2 separate regions of the Mus musculus genome follow, and region 1 is linked to region 2. A link is a contact called in public promoter capture Hi-C data. All regions are on one chromosome and are shown on one strand. Each heading gives the region's core, a stretch centred on a gene start, on an enhancer-like site or on the middle of the called end of the contact. The rest is flanking DNA. Distances are from core to core; before and after follow the strand shown. Region 1 holds the start of E2f3 (E2F transcription factor 3). Region 2 holds the start of 2610307P16Rik (RIKEN cDNA 2610307P16 gene).

What was found. Promoter capture Hi-C pulls out the DNA fragments that hold promoters and counts their contacts.
Region 1: a contact with region 2 is called in a promoter capture Hi-C map of pre-B cells, with 5 times the contacts expected there. The contact joins the promoter of E2f3 here to the promoter of 2610307P16Rik in region 2. A contact is called at or near these places in 2 of 39 promoter capture datasets (the HPC-7 cell line and pre-B cells) and 3 of 115 datasets of contacts at active chromatin or transcription factors (cardiomyocytes, embryonic stem cells and stem cell-derived neural progenitor cells).

What each region holds. Positions count from the first base shown.
Region 1 is chr13:29,984,139-29,987,853 of GRCm38.p6, reverse strand. E2f3 (E2F transcription factor 3) reads left to right here and starts at 1,791. Exons shown (of 7, transcript NM_010093.3): 1 at 1,791-2,554. The coding sequence starts at 2,186.
Region 2 is chr13:28,883,639-28,887,099 of GRCm38.p6, reverse strand. It overlaps 2610307P16Rik (RIKEN cDNA 2610307P16 gene), which reads left to right and starts at 1,678. Exons shown (of 8, transcript NR_045054.1): 1 at 1,678-1,956.

The DNA of each region.
Region 1 (3,715 bases), core at 542-3,041, 1.1 Mb before region 2:
AGATGAACTGACCCCAAATTGTTAGGCTTCCTATAGGGTTTGAATGTGAGCTTGGGTAAAATAATTAATAATAATAATAATAATAATAATAATAATAATAACAATAGCAAGCAATACCTAGGTGAAAGGACTAGGTGTAATGCAAGCCTTGTCATCCACTGAGCACCCTACCAAATACTCTACATTTAAAAAATTATAATGTGCCTGAGGTAGAGAAGGATGTATCCCAACAGCTGTTTTCCACAGTTCTCAGCTACTCAATGAAAATCTGGTCTCGACATCTACATCTTCCCTCACCTTCCTCCTCAGTCGTAAATACTTCTCATTGTGCGTATACAAGTGTGTGTGTACGTGAGAGTGCACACGCTTGTGCATATGCACGTGCCTGTGGAGGCCAGAGAGGTCAACCTCAGATGTCTCCCTCAGTAGCTCTCTACCTGAGTTTTCAGAATAGGATAGCTCAGTGAGTCTCGAATTTCCCAACTGGCTTCACTGGCTGACCATCAAGCCCCAATGAGTTTTCAGGTCTCATTCTCCCAGTTCTGGGATTAGTGATACACGCGGTCATGCCTAGCTTTTTAAATGTGAGTATTGGGGATCAAATATAGGTCCCCTCACTTATGTAAGTAACTGATCCATTTCTCCAGCCCCACAATGCTCATTTTAAAGATCCGTGAGTATTTACTTTAATATAGAAACCAGTTCGACGATTTCATTTTCCTTGACATTTTCTGATTTCCATATATACATATATATGCATACATTTTTCTCCTCTTTTAAAACATATCGGGTTAGGTTTGCGTTGTAGTGTTTGCTGTTTGCTTAAGAATTTCCTGGCGTATGAGGCTGTAAAGAGCTGAGTGCAGGCAGCTTTCACTGGAAGTCCCACGTCACCATAAAAGCCTGTACTACTTTGGATTACTGCATGGCGGATTAAAAACCCGCGGATCAGTTCTAGGTTAGCCCTGATTAACTCCCCTGGGTGTTTCTGGGCCAGAGAGGGTGCTTGTTAGACTCAAACCTATACTTGTAGTCAGAGTTCACTGAACAAAGAGTTAATTTTTACTTAAATCGAAATCGGGCTAATCATGAAGCTGCCAGGAATGATCTGGAATATGAACTAAAGTGTGCCTGCAGTCGCGTCAGCTGAACCTTCTACCCCCACGGTTCTGTCTGCCCACATGCTTCTGTCTATCAGCCTTGGCCTCCGGATCCGCTCTCACGTCATTGGTTGGATTTCAGGAAGGAAGAAACCCAGGATTTAAAGGGCTCAGTTTTCCACCTGCCAGGCCGGGTCCAACTTGCCTTTGACACATATTTAGGGGAATTTCTACCAGTTCTTCATTTACTACACTGCTTGGTTACAGGAAACAAAGTCCCTGAGGGTGTCACCTTGACAATTTCCAAAACCGAAACTTGCGCTCAAGACTAGATCCACACTGAGTCTGCGAGGCAGAGTCCCTGCCCAGGTCATCAGAGCCAGCCCCGCGGGTAGGAGCGAGGGAGGGGCCTGGAATGGGCGTGGCTTTCCGTGGGAGAGTAGGACTTTGCCCCACCTCCTAAGAAGCCTGCTCTGCTTCCAGCCAGTCAGGTTGCTCTATGCAAATAGAGCCCGGGTCACCCCGGTAACCATGGTGTATGGCAGCCAATGGAAAACAGCCAGTGGCGACCTCGCTCCAGGATTGGTACCGAAGTAAGGCGACAGGGATCCAATGGACTGTGGGAACAGTCCTCGGCGGGTTGAGGGGCGGAGATATGCAAATATGGTTTGAAAAGCCGGCGGGAAATCTGAGTTTCGCGGGAGGACCTTGGCGCGTAAACCGTATCCCTTCATTCATTGTCAGCAGCAGCTTCCTGGAGCCATTTTTCAGCTGCCGGCCGCAGCACCCGGGCTGCCGCCACCGCCTCGCAATCCGTTGCATCGGCTGCCCCCGACGCCTCCATCCCTCCTCGGGGCCTGATATCCGTGCGGCCGGGACCCTCCTCTCTCCAGACCCCCGATTATTTTTGGCCCCCGGGGCCTGTGCGGTGCGGAAAAATAAAAAGAAAAGAGAGAGAGAGGGTTCGGAAGCGCCGGGAGGGGAGGCGAGAAGGAGAGACTTGGAAACTCCGGCTGCAAATAATAAAAGAAATTGAAAGCAATACGTTAATATATCGTAACACTAAAAAAGAGCAGGAGCGAGAGATGAGAAAGGGGATCCAGCCCGCCCTGGAGCAGTACCTGGTGACCGCCGGGGGTGGGGAGGGGGCGGCTGTCGTCGCCGCCGCCGCTGCAGCCTCCATGGACAAAAGGGCACTGCTAGCCAGCCCCGGCTTCGCCGCCGCCGCCGCCCCGGGCACGTACATCCAGATCCTCACTACGAACCCTTCCACCACGTCCTGTGCCACCTCCCTCCAAAGTGGCGCCCTGACCGCCGGCCCCCTTCTCCCCAGTGTCCCCGGCACGGAGCCGGCCGCCAGCAGCCTCTACACCACGCCACAAGGACCCTCCAGCAGAGTCGGGCTGCTGCAGCAGCCACCAGCACCAGGACGCGGCGGCGGCGGTGGCCCACCGGTAATACCCTCCTCAGCGTCCCTAGCCCAGGTGGGAGGCGGGCTCCCGGGAGCGGTGGCGGCGGGAGCGCGAGGCTGAGCATCGTGGGCCTCGTTGCTGTCCCTTCCAGCGTGTGCTTATTGTTAGACTCGGGGTGCTTTCCTGCGGACGTTGGGAGGACGTGGGGGCCTGGGCAGGCACGCGGGGCAGTGGGGAGTCCCTCTTTGAGAACCACATCCAACACTCCAAAACTTTTCGCGCCCCCCCCCCCTCCACTTCTTTTCCTGCACTTTTCCCTACCCCCACTCTCCCCTCCCTTGCAACTCGAAGCTTCCTCTTTCTCGGGCGTAGGAAGGGGTCACGCCCCGGATGGAGAAGGGGGTGGGGGAGGGAGTAGTGCACTGGAGAGTGGGGGACCCCAGAGGATGTAAACTGGGGGACCCGAGGCGTGCAAGCCTCCTCTCCTGTCTCTGCTGCCCCTGGGCGACTGGGGGTCCCGCAGGCGTGCTCCGAGCGCAGGGGCGCCAGTGCCTGGCACCTTTGGGGACCTAGCTCCAGGCAACAAAGGGGATCTGGGAGGTGGACGGGTATCGCGGTGGGGGAGGTGGAGCTGAGAGCCCCGGTGGGCCAGGGCTCGCGCTGTCTGCGACAAGGGGCCGGCGGGCGGGTGCTCCGGCCTGGGCGCATCTCCGCGGTGGCAGCGGCGGCGCCCGCGTGGCCGGAGCGCTGGGGCCTTGCTCTCCGGGCCCCGGGCCTGCCCTTGACCCGCCTCTCCCCTTGCCCCTTCCTTCCCCGCCCTGTCCCCCTCCCCGCCCCCCCGGCGACGGAGGGCGGGGGCAGCCGGGTTCCCGTCCCGCCGCCAGGATCTGTCCCTTCTCTCCGGGACCCGCCGGTGACGTTTCGCACACGTGCGCGGAGGACGCGCCTGTGACTGGGGAGGAGGCGGCGGCGGGAGGGGGCGCTGGAGGGGGAGAGGGGGCACCCACTTCCTCCTGCTCGCCGGCTCCCAGGCCTGGGACGGTCCCGGCGCCCTCGCACCCGGCACCGCCACCCTCCCTCTCCCGTCCCCACCCCCCCACGGCGCCCGCCCTCGCCCGGCGCCGCCGCTCCACTCGGCCTCGGGCCCCCTCTCCAGCCGGCCCCCCACCTCCCCCGGAGCCAGGCTGCTTTCGGAAATGCCCT
Region 2 (3,461 bases), core at 429-2,928:
AGGAACTAATGGATTGAGTGTGCTCTGCTTGCCTTTTGGCAGAGGGCAGTCCAGCATTCGGGTGGGAACCGGCACCTAGCAAGGTTGGAGGACCGACCTTGGAGAGCGCATCTCTGTTTCTGGGATGTTATTGTCTAGGTTTCTTTGGGCCAGCAAACCTTGAGCGCTAATTCGGAGGAAGTTGGTTACAAAGTTTCAGACAGCTAGCGGAGTGCGCGCTCTGGCAGTCTGACAGAGGAACACTGGGCCCAGTGCAGACCCCAGGAGATCAGAACGGAAGCCCTCTCACAGAGTCTTTGTTCTCCCCTAGGGGAGAGACTTGGCAAGCACTGGAAGGGTGCTTGTTATGATCCACACCCATGACATTCCAGACCCAGCAAGGTTCCCTTCCTACCCCCTCTTCGCATCTTTAATCCTAGCCAGGAATACAGCTCCCTATGCCCCCTTTCACCCCATCTCTTTACCCTCACATTTAACAACTCATTGGGTCTTCCCTGTCTAGATTTGGAGAAAGAGTATATAAGGTGCGTGGACACCAGCAGGAGGTTGAATATTTGCTTTGGAATGTTTGAGTGTTTTTTTTTAAACCCCCTTTGCCCTGAAGACTGAATATAAAAGGCTGCGTGTCCCTCTACCTTCTCCCACCTTCCTGCTTTTCTTCTATTCTGGTGAGATCTAGAAAGGAAATTGGTGCAGCTTTGAGTTCCTGGGGTGGGGGGAAACCATGTTGGGATGAGAGCTGAATGCTGCGGTGTAAAGTGGGGACCCCAGTTCTGGAACTGATGGATGATTTTCAGAAGGCTCTAAGAAAGACTGAGAGACTCCCAGACAAGGAAGACACCTGGCTTGCCCAGGACCAGAAGGTGGGGGAGGGAAGAGGATGGGGAGTTAGAAGTGAAGGAGGAAGACCCTGTAGCTGTGAAAGGAAGGGAACTAGGAAGGAACAGTAGGTTTGGGAAGGAGCCATGTTAACCTGAGAGTCTTGTTAATATAGTTGGAGATAAGAGGAAGTTCTCTGAGGTTTGAGCCGGTGGTCTCTGTTCAGGCCCCCCCCCACCCCCCATGAGTGGCATAGTACCAGCAGCAACAGGTAACCTACAAGGGCAAGGTGTAGGTCCCTGTGGGATACTTAGTGGCCTCTGCCATGCAGATTTGAGGGTTTTCCCCTAGGGTCCTGTGTGGGCACTGATGAGGGAGGGAGAAGAGACTTTTCCATCACTTAGAACTTCTTTGAATTCTTCCAGGCTGTTGGTTGGAAGAGGGTACATAGGATGGAGGGTCATGGATGGAGAGGCATCTGTGAGCCCTACCTATGATTGTACCTCTTACCTTAAAGGGTTGACTGGCTCCTTCATATTACATCTCTTGGGATGCTGAGAAATGGCAGAAACTCATTGCCAAAGTGAACCGCTCCTCTCCCTGATTGGCAGGGAAAGTGCAAACAAAGAGGTGCATCTCCCGGAAACAATGAGTTTGGAGATTTCCCCGGGCGTGAGAGCGCGGACTGGAAGCTGGGTGTTCAAAGGGTGTGAGAAGGGACCAAGACCCGCATCTTCTGGGCAAAGTTTTCGGGGAGATGGAAGGAGAGAGGGTCGGGACTGAGTTGCTGGTCTTGGGGACAGAGCAGCCGGAGCTGCGCACCAAGGCTTAGAGTCGGGCGGGAGATGCGGGGAGAGGGAGGGGGCGGGGAGGGAGGGGAGGGAGAGAGGAGGAAGGGGTGAGAGGGAGAAACCTGCCGCGGCTCTCCGCCTCTTTGTCTGCTCTGGGACTTGGAACAAAAGGGGAAACTCTGATGAACTCCTTCTCCAGCTCCCTGGACGCCCGAGTATCTCTTTCTCGCAACTTTGTCAACGCGACTTTCTCCGCTGTCAGGCTGCGCAAAAGTATCCTAGCGCCTCGCAGGCTGCAACAATGGAAACAATGTCCCTTCAAAGTGCGACGAAGTGGAGGGAGAAGGTGAGTGACTTGTCCTGTTTGTCCTGCTTCCCTCAGGTCCCCCTGCTCCCAGCCCTTCCGAGGGCAAAGTCATAGATCTAGCAGCCAAGTTTGACTGTTTCTTTCTGTTTCTTGTCTTTTATTATTATTTTTTAATTGTATCTCTTTTCCCGGTTCTCCTTTTCTTTTGTTCTTTTAAACTCTCGCACAGATTGTTTTGTTTATTTTAAACGCCTTCATCTCTTGTGCTTCTTCTTTAGGGGTGGTGAGGGGCTAAGAAGAAGGGCATCCAAACTGGATACTGCCTCGCTTTTCCCCGGTTGTGTGTAGATTGGAGGAAAACGTTCTGATAAGAATGGGAATTAGATCAGGCTCACCCACACATAAGCTCTGACTTTGGTCACAAAAAAAGAAAGATGCAGAGGTGGGGGTCATTTCCTCACGCGTTTTCAAACTTCACTGTCTCTGGAGCGCTCTGGAGACACGAAGCGTGCAACAATAGAATGTAGACAGGGTTTGGGTGGTAAGGGAGTTCCAGCAAATTAATAGGAGTCCGGGAAGTTTTTGGGGGCTGGGGTCCAGTTGAGGAAGCCACAGGTTCCAGACTGTCAAGAGCTGCGCAGATGAAGCTGATGGGGCCTGGACCATTAGTTAAGAGTCCGCTCCCCTCACCTCCGTGGTTTGGTTCAGTTTAATGACCCACCCAGAATGACCTATTGCTGTCCTCGTCGGGATCCATCCTCTCTTAGGTGTTGGCGACCCCCGGGCCTATCTCAGCCAGTCTGAATAGGAAGGGAACCACGAGCCTGCCGAGCTCCCCTGACCTAGCCCTCCGCCCCGCCTTTTGTGTTTTAACCTTTTGTTTCTATCGGCCACACCCGCCCAAAAGAGCGGCGGCTTTTCGTCTCTGTTCAGCGGGGAAGCAGCGAGGTTCCCTCCAGATAGCGGTGAAGGGCGGCTTCCTAACTTTGTTTCCCAAGTCCCCTAACTTCGGAATGCTTCTGCATTGGTTCTTGCTCAGTAAGTCAATATCTTCACTTTATATGAACTATCTTTTGCTGTTTTTCTACTTCGTTCCAAAAGTTGTTTATCTCTACCAGCCACTTGCGTTCATTAAACAACAACAACAAAAAAAGATAACTTAGAGATCTAAGTTAGGGTCCAAAGGACAGAGGTTGGCTTTATCTGTCGGATGCCTTTAAATATGACTTTATCTTGATTCTGCAACACAAAACCCGGCTCATGGTCTTCAGGTATGTTTGTGGGCTCCGTCCAAATACCAAGGTAATTTATCACCTTCTCCACCCTCTTCTGTGTTTCCAAATGCTGGAGGTGTTCTTCAAGCTCCTGGAGACACTTTTTAACAAGACAAGTCAAACACAGAACTCATCCTACTGCGGGTGACTCTAGGAAGCATCCAAACAATGCATTAACTTCTGAGAGTTAGCATTCTGCAAGGTGCCAGAGCCGGGGAGCTTTGAATCTTTATGTCAAAGACTGAAAGGAATTAAGACGACAGTTATTCT